Regions from separate parts of the Sus scrofa genome. Here regions 1 and 3 are each linked to region 2. The links are chromatin contacts, called in public HiChIP or PLAC-seq maps. All regions are on one chromosome and are shown on one strand. Each heading gives the region's core, a stretch centred on a gene start, on an enhancer-like site or on the middle of the called end of the contact. The rest is flanking DNA. Distances are from core to core; before and after follow the strand shown.

Region 1 (4,477 bases), core at 1,582-4,081, 260 kb before region 2:
GTAAACTATATTCTATTTAAAACTACTCTGAACAATCCAGGAGGGAAAAAAAATTTTTTTCCCACCTGACTAGCCCACGAAAAATCACAGAAAGGGACAGCTATAAATAATATTCCTTTATTCACCGTATTTCAAAATTCTTAATGTGCTGTTTTTCCATTTTCTATCTTTTGGCCCCAATGCAATCCAACATGAAATGTAGCAACGGTGCCTATTAAAGATATGTGATGTGAAGAACTGACCATCTGGAACATTTAAGCCCAAGTCTTTATTTCCATTTTGGTCAAAAGCAAAACGTCCTTTTCAGGGGTAAGAGGCCCTCAATCTCCTACTTTGCTCTGTCCTTGCGACTTGACCAGACTGCATTCCCACTGACAGTCTGGATTTTTCTGTAATCTCCTTTCCTTAATAAATTCAAGATAACCCCATACAATGCAAACAGCTTAAAACAGTGTTACTGTTCTCGGGCTAAATCAAGGATGCAACCCTGGCCAGTAGCTAGGTCTGTGGATACCTGAATAACAGCTTCAATTCCCCACTTGTTTCTGAGTGAGTGTAGGCCTGACCTCTGGGCATGGCTGAACATCATTCACGGTCAAACTGAGAGTTTCAGCGCTTCATGTGACAGGGTGCTATAGCTGTTTTCTCTCTGGCAGATTATTCAAATACCATCAGGTTGAAGTCAAGTTGTCCCAGAGCCCGCTGAATCTTTGCCCCAAAGGTCCCCATAGCAGCCCTTCCTTGAAGAGCGTCCTTTGCTATACTGTAATCTGTTTCTCAGTGACTATGTGATGATTGAATGTTTTCTGCCTGATTCTTTTCTCTTGCCTCATGTCCCCTGGGGATCCCGTTGCCTCCTTATAAAAGCCATGTGTATCTTATCGCTTCCCGTGCAGTTGCTAAAACCAGAAAGCAGCCTGGAAAACATTTCCCCAAACTGTACTGTTCTGCATCGTTTCTTTCTGACACCTCCAGATAACTTGTTTGCATACTGTCTTTTCCTCTTCAGCATGGCCCCAGTGGGTGTTTGGGGACTGAATGACTTCACCCAGGAATTTATAATTAGAAACGAAAACGCCTCTTTCCAAATCTATAACACCGGGAGACCATGGGAGAGATTTTTTTCAGTTGCTGGTGAAATCCCAAATGTAAGAGGCCTTTTCTGACCAGGCATGGAAACTCCGCTGGCTCTCTGGACACTGCTGGGCAAGCACTGGGAACCAGCAGTGAACAGTCCTTCCAGTGCTGATCCCAGTACCACATGCCAGGGCGGACACTCAGGACCTGGGGTTAGCCTTGGACACTTGGCAGGAAATGTCACTGGGATCTTGGCTCTCCCCAGGCGAAGCTGTGTTTCTCAAAGTTCCTGGAAGTCTCTGAGAAGCGGTCTGAGTTTCTGCCCGGTGGAGATGGAGCCCAGTGACTTTGGAGGACTGCGTTTTTATTTGTTCAACAAGTTCTTACTGAGGGCCTCCATCAGCAAGTCTTCTGCCTGGGGCCTTAGCTGCTGTCACCCAGGGTTCTGGTCTTCTGCTATGAATAATATGACCGGAGTTCTGCTGTCTAATATACTAGCCACTAGACATATGCAACTATTTAAATTTAAATTAATCCAAATTAAATGAAGCTACAAATTCATCTTCTGAGTTGCACTGGCCACCTCTCAAATGCTCAATAGCTACCTGGGGCTGGTGTTACCAGCTTGGACAGCACAGATCTAGAACATATTAGTCACTGGAGAAAGTTCTTTTTGAACAGGTCTGTGCTAAGTCAGACTTGCCTGGGACATGCTAGGATTACACCTACTGACCTGGTATAATCATTAACAGCAGCTTCTTTTACTCTCAAGGTGTCCTGGTTGAGAAATGATCATTTAAAGACTGGGGAGTTGCCGTTGTGGCTCAGTGGGTTAAGAACCTGACATAGTGTCTGTGAGGATGAGGGTTGAAACCCTGGCCTCATCAGTGGGTTAAGGATTCCATGTTGCCCCAGGGGGTCGCAAATGCAGCTTGGATCTGGCTTGGCTGTGTCTGTGGTGCAGACCGGTAGCTGCAGTTCTGATTCGACCACTAGTGGGGGAACTTCCATATACCAGGTGCGGACGTAAAAACAACAATAATTTAAGACTGGAAATGAACCTGGCCACCATGTCCTCGCAGCACCCCCCTCTCTCCTGGCCCCCAGCTAGTCTTTGCCAGGATTTCCCTGAAATCCTAAACCCTTTGCTTTGATGAGAAAGGGCAGTGTCAGCAAGCCCCCTGCCTTTTTTCCTCATTCTCTCCCACCGGTCAAATTCAACAGGAGAGAAAAAAACTTATTACTAGAAGAGAAAAAAAAAAAAAATCCCAGTGAAGAAATTGTCAGTTCTCCCAAAGTGAATGATTAACTTGTAAGCAGTTTCAGTTTTGTTTTTTAGTTCCCCTTGTCTGAAAGAGCTCGGTTTGGCCCCATTTGCCCTGAGTGATGCCAGCGGGGCGCACAGGAAGGGGCGGCAGGCCCCGCCCACCACGGCCCCAGGCTCCGCCTCTATTCCAGGGACCTCCTGGCACCCGCTGCCCGACCAGCAGCTGCCTTTGCTCCTGGCTTTGGCCCCTACTTAGCTCGCCCAGCAGAGGGCACCTGAGTTTAATATTCTTGGCAAAGAATATTTACACAATCATTAGGGATTTTTTTTTTCTTCCAGTGTTACTTTTTTGGTGAGCAGCAATCCAAGGTGCCAGATAATATAGGTCACTTTAAGGACATGTCATCAAAACGTGGAGATTAGAGCCGTTCAGGCCAGCAGGCGGCTCCTTAGGGAACTGCACACTTGCTCCCCCCGCGGGCTCGGCACCCAGGCAGCCGCCAGTGTAAACACCGCAGACACCATTTTGCAGAACTAAGGAAGGAGGGCTATACCGCGTTCCATGCAACCCGAGCCGCTCCAAGAGCCGGGTCTGGGGCGGGGAGGGGGGGCTAGAGGGCCGCCCCCAGGAGCCCTCGCCCCACGCCAGCCTCTCTCTTGGTGGAGGTCTTGAAACAGCCGCGCATCTCACACCCCTGCCAGGGGACACATGGCGGGGCTGGAAGCAGAGGCGGCTCGGATACAACTTGCGTGGCTGCCTCTCTCTACACCAGCGGTCGACGTTCAACATCTTTCTGTCCATCTGTCTACCATCTAGCATCTCCTTCAATCTCTTTCTTTTTCTCAATTACCCGCCCCCCCCCCGTTTCCCTCTCCCCCCCACTCCCTCCTGCCCAATCTCTCCGTTTCATTCTCTCCCTCCTTCCCCCTCCTTCTCTCTCCCTCCTCCCCCCTCCTTCTCTCTCCCTCCTCCCCCCTCCTTCTCTCTCCCTCCTCCCCCCTCCTTCTCTCTCCCTCCTCTCCCCTCCTTCTCTCTCCCTCCTCCCCCCTCCTTCTCTCTCCCTCCTCCCCCCTCCTTCTCTCTCCTCCTCCCCCCCTCCTTCTCTCTCCTCCTCCTTCTCTGGCACATTTTCCGCAGGATCTTCCCTTCCCCCTACGGAAGGGGGCTGAGGTCCGGCTGATGCGATGCCTGCTCCATGTTACTAATTCATTACTGAGCCTAGTTGGTGATTTGTTTTTCTGTATCTAAGGGCCGAGGTGCTGAGCCAAGTTTGGGTTTGGGTTATTTTGTTTGTTGTGTTTTGGTGCCTTGAACACATGCGTGAGGTGAAAAAGCTCCTTTCTAAAGGCGCGGGGCAGTGCGTGTGGGGGGGGGGAGTTCACTGCTCTTTTTAAGATTTCCAGAAATTTTGCCGAAGGGGCTTCTCAGTGGCAACCTCCCAGCACTGCTCCTTTGCACCTTTTGGGAAGAAAACAGACACACGCCTGGTTTTCTGGGCTCCAGGGACAGGTCGCCGGCATCCTCGGGTTCCTTTTCTGTAGCAGTCACTTCTTCCATGGGAATAAGGAGAACGATGCAGGTAAAGGGCTTAGGGAAGGCACACGGTATGAATTCAGTGAACACCAGTGAGAACTAGTTCATTACTTCTTTGCCACTAGCTCCCTCCAGGAGGCTAGCGCTGGGCTCCTGAGCACAGATGCTTGGTGGCGGGAGCTTTGTATCACCTGAACCCTGGAATCCTGGGAGAGGTGTGGCCCCACTTCACCTGTGACTTCCTCTCTGTCACCTTGTAAGTCATGGCTTTGCAATCCAGTTTCTCTGACTGAAACAATGGCTCTTTCCTTACCAGCCCTCTGATACTGTTGATAAAACACACTCAGCACACCTTCCTGGAGCCCAGATGATGAGCTAAGGTCTAGAGAGAAATACCTGGGCCATGACCCTCCTCACTGCCACACTTGCCAGGGTGCCTGAGGCAGTGCCCATGTTCACCTCAGAGCTACGAGTGCCCCCTACCACTCCCCAAGTGTGTTCCATTGGGTGGCAAATAAGGTCACTCTGCCGAAAATATAACACGAGGCCTGGGTAAGTTCAAAGTCAGGTGTAAGAGACAGAGCTACATAGGTGGATGA
Region 2 (5,042 bases), core at 2,076-4,575:
TCTGAAAGGTAATTTCTGCTCTTTATTTTTATCGTGTATTACTATGATGTTTTATAGGGCGTTTAAATTTGTGACATGACTTGAGTGGGGTCAGGAAACTTGCTAGAAAAGAGAGAAGTTTGGTGTTCCCTGGAGTCGTTGCTGTTCCCTACCTCATTCAGGGCATTCAGTCCCATGAAAAGAGCTGCCCCGGTTTCCTTCTCAAATGTCCTTTGTAGTTTGCAAAGCTGGCAGGTTTGCCCAACTTTTTCATTTTCTTTTCCTGCTAACTCCTCACTGCAGTTTTTCAGGTTTTCCTGCTCTGAACACTGAATTCTTTTAGGTCTGTGTTGGCTCCATTTCAGCTCCAGGGATTTACATACAGTTTCCAAATCGAATAGTTCCACAGTAAGATAAATACTTGAGAAATAAGAAGATCATACCGGCATTTTCTTCTAATTAAGGCTGTCTCAAAAGATGATTCCAGTGAATGTTAAATATAGCAAATTAGAAGGTTTTTTTTTTTTTTTTTTGGTTTTGTTATTAGATCTGAGACTGCAGTGGCAGGCAGGAGCTGGGGAGAAAATTAGAAGTTAGCTAAAGGCAGAGGTCTCCTATCACTAGGATTAAATCAGAGCCAATGGCGCGATTTTATAAGCATACACTGGGTAACATATCTTAAGGAGGGCCGGTCTGTTTGGATAATTGTGAAATATGAGGTGTAGCTGATGTTTGTTGCATTACAAAGCGATGAAGTGGGGTCTTTCGTCCTCTCCCCGGATAACGTGTGCAGAGCATCAGCTCCCACTTGAAGGGACATTTCTAGTTCCATTGTTTGTGTTGCCTGCGTCTCAGCAGCACCTGACTCTAGAGATAGTCTAGATGGGGGCGGGGGGAGGGGAGACGTGGGGGGGGGGGCGATGGCAAAACAGGATTACGCGAGGGCGGAGCTAAGTATATGGAGATCAACGTTCGATTTTCATTTCATACTAACGAGTTCTTAGCTTTACTACGAAACCAAATGCTCCTAGTGTCCTCCTGTTGCTTTTGGAGTTTCCATTCTTAGTTGTTTTAACTAGACATACTTTCCAAATAAATCTTAAGTGTGAGTCTCCACCTTCTAAGAGGCGAATGTGTCGCACAGACGCCCGAACCGCGCATTCAGATCACTCTACGTCCATTTAAAAACACAGTTTGTGTTTGCAACCCAGGACTCAGCCACTGGCAGAATTTTGCAACGACTTCCCAGTTTTGTTGGCACGTCTCCAGGAATAAGGTTCTTTGTAATTCTTTGCTCAAACATAAGGATCGCCTATAAAACTCTTAGCAGATAGATCAATTCATACAATTATCTTTCAATTTTAAAAGCTACAACATAATGTGTTTGTTTTGTTTTGTTTTTGTTTTTGTTTGTTTTTGCTGGGCGCGCGGGGGGGGGGGGCGGGTGGCAGAGAAGAGAGGAGAAACAGTTACTAACAAACCATAGGATGCTATTATGCTCACAAAGTGGTAGCTCTGTGAAGGCATAGGGAAAAGCACCCCCCCCCTTTTTTGCTCAGAAAATAATTCAGTAGCAACAAGGTCTGAGAACCAGGAGCCTCATTGTTCTTAGTGAAACGATTATTTGTCAAAACATTTGATTGTTTCCCTATTTCTACTGAAAAGTTTGGACTGTTCTTTTTGCTCTATTTTTGACACTAGGATTTTTAACTATCGGTGCTATTGTGTTTACAGCATTCAAGGTTTCAGAGTTCAAAGGTTATCCATTAACATGTAGAGTGAGGCTGCACTAAGTGAAGACTCAATTTGGTTTCACTTGTTCATAGTTTCTTTGTTTTACAGCAATGCCAGAAGTCATTTGTTTCGATAAGTTAAATGAAGTTTCTTGTTGAGGAAGAGTGTGTCTTTGGACTGTTTTTGGGCTGTGACTATTGATAAGGCTTTAAAAAATATATTAAAGAAAGATGTTCATCTTCCCTGAGAAAAGAACTCTGGTACTAGAAACGATCAATATTAGTATACTTGAGTGGAAAAAAAAAAGAGTTCTGGCCTAAGAGTCTACTTCTGGCCCTGCTAATTAATGGTGAGAAGTAGTTGGTGTGCTTCCTTTTTAACAAAGACTAACCAGACCATATGTGGGGTTAGGAGTTATACATAAAATGACAGCAAAAACATCACACTTGGCAAATTCTTCCCCTTTGCTAAGAAACTGTCCCCTAAACTCCATTTCTTATTTATTAAGGATTGCATTGCTCACCAGCAGAGCATTTATGTAGGGCTTTTTTGGGTCCCGACTTATTAAAATATATGCTTTAAGTGCCTGTCTTGATATATTTTAAGATTTCCCCTTTTGGATACACTGAAGGCCAATACAAAAAAAAAAAAAAAGAAAAACAAAGAACCCAAAAAACTTCGCTATTTTGTTTGTGGTGACTTGCATAGCTCCCTTTTGTGTTTGTATCTTGGGACAGAGAATTTGGTGGATGTGACTGTTACTTCTGTGGTTCCTCCTAGGGGCTTATTTAAATGGGGTAATATCACTGGCCTTCGGAATCATAACTTTTTCTTTTTTCGTGAGCAAATAAAAAAATGGCTGGGAAACGCTTTACGTGAAGAGGGGAAAAGCTAGTTTTTGTTGTTGTTTTTGTCCCTAGTTTAAAGCCTGGTTTCATCCACGTGGATTTCTATCAAAGCCAAGTGGATTCCTGGAACCTAGGCCAAGTTTAGAAATCTCAAGTTTTTACAGCAGCGCAAGCCCTGCCCTTTTAGAAAACCAGCAACCAGGCATTAAAGGATGCCTTAATGAAGATACTAATTTAAAAATATTTTAATCATCTTTATTCATCGACCTTTCTCATGCTTGAAGAAAATCCGAAAAAATATTGTTTGTGCACAGCTGTCTCCTCACCTACCCAAATAAGTGTAAACGCTTTTCGCCTATTAGTAATACCGGATGACCCAGGAGTTCGGGCAACCAGCCCCTCCCCTCGCCCGGGCACACCTTGCAAGGGAGGGGGAAGCGGAGAGGCAGAGGCCTGGAACTGCGCCTGCGCACTGCCTTCGTGGGCCCCCTCCCCGCATACCTGTCACTGGAACTGCCGGGCGCGCGCCGGCCACGTTAAGCCGGATGGCGGGAGGCGGGGGTGTAGGGGCGGTGAAAGGCGCGCGCGTGCGCGGGAGTCGCAGGGCGAGAACAGGGAGTGCGCGCGCTCCTCGGCTCGCCCGCGTTCCGGAGGCGGAGTCCTCGGCGGTGGGCGGGGCAGGGGCGCGCCTGCGCAGATCACGTGGGTGAGGGGCGGGCCCGAGGGCGGGGCGGCCGGTGAAGGCAGGAGGCGGGGCGTCTCCGAGCTGCCGGGCCGAGGGAGGGCGCAACAGCTGCTCCCTGAGCACTTTCTGACCCAACAGTCCCCCTGCGCCGGACGCGCCGCGCCCCGGCGGCTCTAGGGACCCCCCGCGCCTGCACTGTCCCCGCGCGGACGAGTAGGGGGCGCCCGCGCCTTTGCCCCCCGTGAGCACCCCCCGCCCCGCTCACCTTAGCCCCGCGCCCGAGGTGAGCCCGGCCCCCAAATCTTCCGGGCGGGGGTGGGGTGGGGGTGGGGGCGCTGCTTTTGGGGGGGTCTTCAAGGAGTGAGGCGCTGAGGCGCCCTGAGGGATAGCCTCGCCCCTCGCCCAGTGGCCCCCTGCCTCTTTTGGGGGCCGGTGCGGGCGCGGAATCCGGGAGGTGTCCGCACAAAAGGCCGAGAGAAACTCCCCGTCGCCTCCCCTCCCTCCTGCCTTCCCCGCCCCCTCCCCTCCTCGCCTGCTCCCTCCTCATTCAAACCTCGGCTCGCTCGTGTGGTGTCAGTTCAGTCCCGGCCGCCGCCGAGCGAGGAAATGGCCGAGGAGCCGGAGCCGCAGGTAAAGGGGGCGCGCCCCCCCGCCCGCGCGGGGCCTTGGGGGGCGCCTCGCCCTCGCCCCTCCGGCGTCCCCCGAGCCCGCCCTCGAGTCTCCGGTGCTCGTTATCTCGCCCCCCTCCCCAGATTGTCTGCCCGCCCCGCCCGCCCCCCCATCCCCACTCTCTATTCGGCTCCTCTCGGGCGCCCCCTCCCCATCCGGCTTCTGAGCATTTCCACCGGAGAGAAGGTGTCGGGCGAGCCCCCGGTGTGTACTGTGTTTGACCATCACACTCACTCATGGAACCAGTCAAGATGGCTTGGGGGCGGGGGAGTCCCCCCCCCTTCCCTAGGTCGGGAGAGAGGGGCCCGCCGGAGGGGGCCCGGGGGCTGCGTGGGTGGCTGGGTGGGGGGCTGTTCCTGAAAAGTTGGGTGGCTCCGCCGGCAGGTCTCCGCGTTTGCCCTCTCGGCCGTGGGGGGCGGGCGGAAGGGAGCGGGCCGGCGCGGGGACCCCTGCGATGGCCCGGGAGGGGCCCGGGCAAGTTGGAAACAGCCAAAACAATGCGTCCTAACAGGCGTCCCCCGCAAACAATGGCCGGGACCGTCCGCACGGGCCGGGCGGAGGGCGCGTCTATAGGGGCCGAGGGAGGGGGCTTGGCCTCGCCGCGGACCCCGACGCGCACCCCAGCCAGCCCCCCAGGTTCCCCTAAATCCGTCCCCGGGAGTCCTGATCCTCTGCCCATCCCTGAGCAGGCGGTGCACCGGGCTGCGTTTCCTGGGTGTGTGTGTGATAAGGTTTTTTTTTTTTTTTTTAATTTTAAAAGATTTTTTTAAGAGAAAACTTTAAAAAAAATAGCCCTTAAACGCTTTAAGAATTATCTTTAATCACTCAATTCTAGTGGGAGACACAAAGCCAGCTGGAAGCAGAGCTAGGAACTCTAAGGGGCAGAAGGGATTGAAATGTTAGCCTAAAAGTGTTTCTTTCTTTCTTTTTTTTTTTTTTAAAAGGGAAGTTTCTGCCAGGAGGCGCTGAGTGGCGAAACCGCTCAGTTTCAGATGTAGAGCCCTCTTCACTCTAGATTTGGCCTCAAAATGCGAGCCGCACAGAATGGGAGGAGGGGTGGGCGCTACTGGGGGCTCCAGGAGGCTGGATTTGTGGCGGCCGGGGCGGTCCTGCCCCGAGGGGGTCAG
Region 3 (5,103 bases), core at 2,529-5,028, 290 kb before region 2:
TATATATTAGAGACTCCTATGCGCTATCTACTGTATGCACTATCCTGTATTGCACTATCCTTATGCCGCCTTGTACCACACTGTCTGCATATGCTATACCATATATTAGACTACTTATACTATGCTGCTCTATTTACTATATTTTACTATGCTGTCGTGTGCTGCTCTCTACTGTATTACAGTTGACCCTTGAACAACACAGGTTTGACCTGCAAAGGGTCACAAACGTGCAGCTTTATTTTCAGTAAATACTGCAGTCGTACACAACCCAGGGTTGGCTGAATCCAGGGATGCAGCACTGTGGACATAGGGCCCCAAATGTAAAGTTTATTTGGGGTTATTCTTTGGTCCACACCTGCAGCATGTGGAAGTTCCAGGGCCAGGGATTGAACCTGTGCCATAGCAGTGACCTGAGCCACTGCAATGACAACGCCAGATCCCTAACCTGCTGCACCACAAGGAAACTTCCCAACTGAAAGCTTTAGTCAGATGTTTGACCTTCCAGGGGTCAGTGCCCCTAACTCCTGCATTGTTCAAGGGATAGCTGTATATTAATTTACTGCTCTGTACTATATGACTATAAATACTGTATTATAATACTGTATACTATGCGTGTGTGTGTATATGCATATATGTATATGCTTCATCATACTATATATACTATCCCATCTCTTTCTATACTACACACAAGGCTACATACGCTTTGAGTCCATTGATAAGACATCCTGGAAGAGGCAGAACTCTAGGGATGAAGGCGAGAACAGCGATTTCCAGGGTCTGGGGGTTGGGGAGGAGCTGACTACAGAGGAACACAAGAGGGACCTTGGAGATGATTGAACTGTTCTGTACCTTGATTTGGGAGATGGTTATGTGACTGTGTTGGGCAAAGCTCATAGCACTGTACTCAAAAAAGTGTTGATTCTACTGTATGTAAATTATACTTAACAGAAAGGTAAATAACAATAATAACAGCAATCGCAATAATAGTACTTGACCCAGGGAGTTTATTCAGCTGCAGTCCATTAATAGGAAGGTGCACCTACTATGTTCCAGGCACTCGTTAGGCACTGAGAATACAGCAGACAGAATCCACGGAGCTTTCGTTCTGGTGGAGACGGATGTTAGTCAGACATAGATAAAAAGGTCATGTCGGCGAGTGATATGATTTGTAGGAAGATTAAACAGGGCAGTGTGATGAGAACGTGATTAGAGATGGTGACTGAAATGAGCTAAAACTGGACGGTTTTCGACAGTCCAGGTACCATTCTAAGCGCATCCCAAGTAAGAACTCACTTTACCTTGGAACAACCCTCTGAGGTCAGTTTTATCACCTCCATTCTAAAGATGAAGAAACTGAAGCACAAAGAATCAGTCATTTATCCAAGATTTCACAAAGCTAGAAGGTAAGCTACCTGGACATTGAACGTGGGCATCTGGTTGGAGTCCATTCTCTCATCCACCACCCAGGAACAAGGGATATTTACTTAGCCCAGCACCTGGCCCCGAGTAAGTGCTAATAAATAAGTGGCAATTGTTGCTATTGCTATTACAGATCTTCACAAAGATGCAACTCCTTTTATATGTTTCTCCAGGGACCAAAGCGGATGTTGGATGCTCAAGTGCAAACTGACCCCGTATCCATCGGACCAGTTGGCAAATCCAAGTAAACAAATCACCTTGGTTCCCAAGTTCTGCCACCAAGATGTCTTCTTCCTACTCCCCAAATCCACTCCGTGTACATATCTTTTCTTCTGATGGCCATCATATGAAATTCTGCCTACACATTAGGTCTGAGCTGTTGTATATTGAGGTGTATTATTTACGTCTCTGGTCCAGTCTTTCCTGGTAAATAGTTGTAAAGATGGTTTAGCAGGTTAACTAGCCAGGTCAGAAGGGTTGATGGGTGCCAAGCAGGGTGGGAGAGGGGTGGAGGGCTGCATTCTGGTTAGGTCATGAAAAATGACAGTGACAAGTCAGTTACAGAAGGAACAATGCCTGCTGGAAGGAATGAAGCTTGGTAGTAAATACATGCTCATCCTTTAAGCTTGAGGAGAGAAGTAAGTTCACGTTTCAAGGAGGGAGAACGTTGTTGTGGGCTCTGTGTTGGGAGGTGGCCAATTTTCTGGAATGGAATGTGTGGGGAATGAAAAAAGAATGAATAAGAATTGTTTTTCAAATAGGATCCTTGAACGTTATTGACAAGAGGGAAAAGATTGACTGGAGAGGGCTTGAAATGATTTGGGAAAACAATTGCTTTTTGAGGCTCAGTGACCAAGGCGAGGATTCCAACTTGAAAAACAAAACAAAACAAAATAAATGAAGTTGCAGATTTATTTTGCAACACTAGGGGGCGCCAAGGTCTCCGTTTTAATCCTGCATCCTGTATCCCTAACAAAGATTTGGTCTCTGCAATCTTACATTATTAATGTTTCTCAGATGGCTGAGGGGCTTGCTTCATCTGTTCTGTCTGACACTTATCTCAAGTCTGTCTGTAATTTCCTAATGTTCTCAGGATGTGCTCTGATAAAACCCTCCCCCTAACCCCAGTTAATAATAAAAATTTACAGATTATTCAAATACCTGAGTTTTTTTTAATACGTGTGCAGAGGAGTAAATAGGACCACGAGTCTATTAAAATGTAATTCAGAGTAGCCAGATGATGGACTGATATCATGTATACTGTACCTTTTTCTGATTTAATAAAAAAAAATACATTTATATCTAAAGGATCTTTTAATTTTCACCTTTTAAAGCAGGTCTCTCGTACTCCATGTCCGAGATGCCTTTTGCTTCCACAGCATAAACTCAATGCTCTTCCTCCATCGTGTCTTCTCTCCCAGATGCTCCCAGGTATCCTTGTCCGTGGGCACATGCACACAGCAGTGGGTTCACGTGTGTATTTTCATACACAAGCGCACACGTGTGTAAATACTGTCATGGTGATGCTGCCTAGAGCAGAGCCTGAGACAGGCATTCAGATGCACCTGATGGGCTGAAGGAGGGGTCCTGGGGAAAGGGGGACAAAAAGGACAGGGCAGGGATTGGTCTCAGCTGGAATTTCATCCCGATCTCCCAGGGGCATGAATTGCGCCATAACGCTGTTCTACCTACAGGCGAGCTGGCTGGCTTTGGACGCTTGTGGGTGATTCCTGGGCCGCCCTGGGAGGTGGAGGGACAGGCCAGCTGCTCCCATTGAGCTGAGAAGCTGGGATCCCTTAGCAGCTGGAAGATGAGGCACTCAGCAGGGTCCACTCCAGACACACACATAGAGACCCAGACATGCGTTTATGCCCACATAGGCACATATTCATCCTTGTATATTTACCTCCATACAGGAGTAGGGAGATGCAGGCACACGCTGCTAGTCATACACATACAAATAGACATGTGTAACTGGCACAGACCCACACACGCACACTGGCTCAGATGAATCCATCACGTGTGCAGTCCATCACGCACTGAGGAGAAATGACACTGACAAATCGGTACCCTAGGTCACTCACACCATGGCTTAGGCAAAAAGGCCTTTGGAAAATACGTTCAGGACAAAAATGATCTCTTTCTAAAAACAGATTGGGGAGGGGAGGCTCTCTGCTCCCGGGACCCACCAGCTCCCAGCGTGGACTGGCTGATGCTCAGCTTCAAATAAAGACCAGAGGTCTTTTCCTCGCACCTGGCTTAGCTTTATGGGTCCTCCTGCCTGAACCTGGAGAGTCCTCAGTGTCTGTGACTCACCCAGCTGAGAATGACCTCATGCTGCTTCATGTCTGAATGCTTAACTTGGCTCAAAGCAGGAAGAAGCCCTTTGGGGAAGCCCTGGATGGGGGGTGACGTTCCCTCCACCTTTGCCCTCAGAGAGCTTGGGATGATTCAAGGCAAACAGGCAGCTGGTTACTGCTTTGTCTCTAAACACCAGGGGGGGTGCCTGGTATGACCTTTGAGCCCCGGGCCATACCAGTCCTTTGAGAAGGGTGACAGTATTATTGGCAAGTTTCACCTCACTGGACACGGGGGGTGGTTTTTGCCCTGATGAGAAATGTCCCCAGGAGGGACTTAGTCACCAATTCAGGAGCCCTCCCACTCCCTCCCACCCCGGAAAAACTTTTTTTAACTTTTAAAAAGAAGTTCTCTGCTGAGAATCTTGTTGCAAAGCAAGCCAGCAGTTTCTGTAACTGGTTTCCTATCCTCCTGGCCAAAAAAAGAGAATGCTCTTTTAATACAATTGCTTGGGTTTTTTTTAAGACAAGAAAATTTAAGCCAGAGAGGACTGAAAAAAAAAAAAAAAAAAAAGGCTTGGGAGGGAGCGGAGTTCTAAAGCCAATTGTAGCCTAAGAAGCAGATTAAACTCCATTTTTGAGTTTTGTGGGGTTTGTTTTTTGCATCAAGAGTCCAGACCTGATGCATTTACAAAAAAAAAAAAAAAAATACTGATGTCCATGCCTCCCGCTGAACTAGTGTGAAAAGGGGGACAGGCGCTCCCCAAATGAGTTCAGGACTGAAGTTCCTCAAAATGCAGAGTCAGGACTGCCATGTGGACAGCAAGAGCTCCCACAGTAAGATGCGGAGAACACGCTGAAGCTGAAGGGGAGATTAAGACCGAGAGCAGGGGGCAGAGGTGCTTTGCAAGAACGGCCATCCTCATGACGTTATTTACGGATTTATTTTTAGGTGCACAGGGAAGCGTGTCTTCTCCAGTGTCAAGAAGAAGTGGCCTTTCCAAGAACTGGGCTTTTGAGCTGAAACAGCTGCCATCGGAGGAGGGGGGAAAAAAACCCTCAAATTCCGCTTTCCAGTTCCAGCTAACGGTGACCTTTTGACGGATACCCAATAGAAGAATTCATTCAGAAGCACCGTGGTTGTTCTCAGCAGCCCCCGAGGTCCCCCAGGCTTCATCTTCTGGGGGAAGGGGGATCCTTAGTACCCAAAGAAAGGCCCAAGGGGGAAGGAAAAGAGAAAAAAGTGAAGTTTGGGTGGTTTTGTGTAGCCCCCTGCCTTTTAAACCAATTACCCATGATTTAAACACACACACACACACACAGACCCTTCAGTTGAATGGTTGTTTGTTTGCAAACAGATGCCCTGGGGTCCCATTAAATTAGATTC

Evidence for each region. HiChIP or PLAC-seq counts read pairs in DNA pulled down with a chosen protein or histone mark.
Region 1: a contact with region 2 is called in an H3K27ac HiChIP or PLAC-seq map of alveolar macrophages. The contact joins the enhancer-like site here to the promoter of ZNF217 in region 2. A contact is called at or near these places in 4 of 5 promoter capture datasets (fetal liver, fetal skeletal muscle, liver and 1 more), 14 of 47 Hi-C or Micro-C datasets (alveolar macrophages, brain, embryonic fibroblasts and 8 more) and 2 of 2 datasets of contacts at active chromatin or transcription factors (alveolar macrophages and skeletal muscle).
Region 3: an H3K27ac HiChIP or PLAC-seq map of alveolar macrophages shows a contact between it and region 2. The contact joins the enhancer-like site here to the promoter of ZNF217 in region 2. A contact is called at or near these places in 1 of 5 promoter capture datasets (liver), 20 of 47 Hi-C or Micro-C datasets (alveolar macrophages, brain, embryonic fibroblasts and 12 more) and 2 of 2 datasets of contacts at active chromatin or transcription factors (alveolar macrophages and skeletal muscle).

What each region holds. Positions count from the first base shown.
Region 1 is chr17:54,894,440-54,898,916 of Sscrofa11.1, reverse strand. No RefSeq gene overlaps it. Among named protein-coding and RNA genes, the nearest start is that of BCAS1, 130 kb to the left of the region's middle. Within about 2 kb of position 2,831, at least 59 of the 83 cell types and tissues checked have an H3K27ac peak or open chromatin away from gene starts, as enhancers often do. A contact at or near this core is called in alveolar macrophages, brain, epiblast stem cells and 8 more, where this site is marked.
Region 2 is chr17:54,630,038-54,635,079 of Sscrofa11.1, reverse strand. It overlaps ZNF217 (zinc finger protein 217), which reads left to right and starts at 3,325. Exons shown (of 6, transcript NM_001123217.1): 1 at 3,325-3,529.
Region 3 is chr17:54,918,331-54,923,433 of Sscrofa11.1, reverse strand. It overlaps BCAS1 (breast carcinoma amplified sequence 1), which reads left to right. Exons shown (of 11, transcript NM_001110175.1): 11 at 1,593-1,667. The coding sequence ends at 1,667. Among named protein-coding and RNA genes, the nearest start is that of BCAS1, 110 kb to the left of the region's middle. Within about 2 kb of position 3,778, at least 32 of the 83 cell types and tissues checked have an H3K27ac peak or open chromatin away from gene starts, as enhancers often do. A contact at or near this core is called in alveolar macrophages, fetal liver, liver and 5 more, where this site is marked.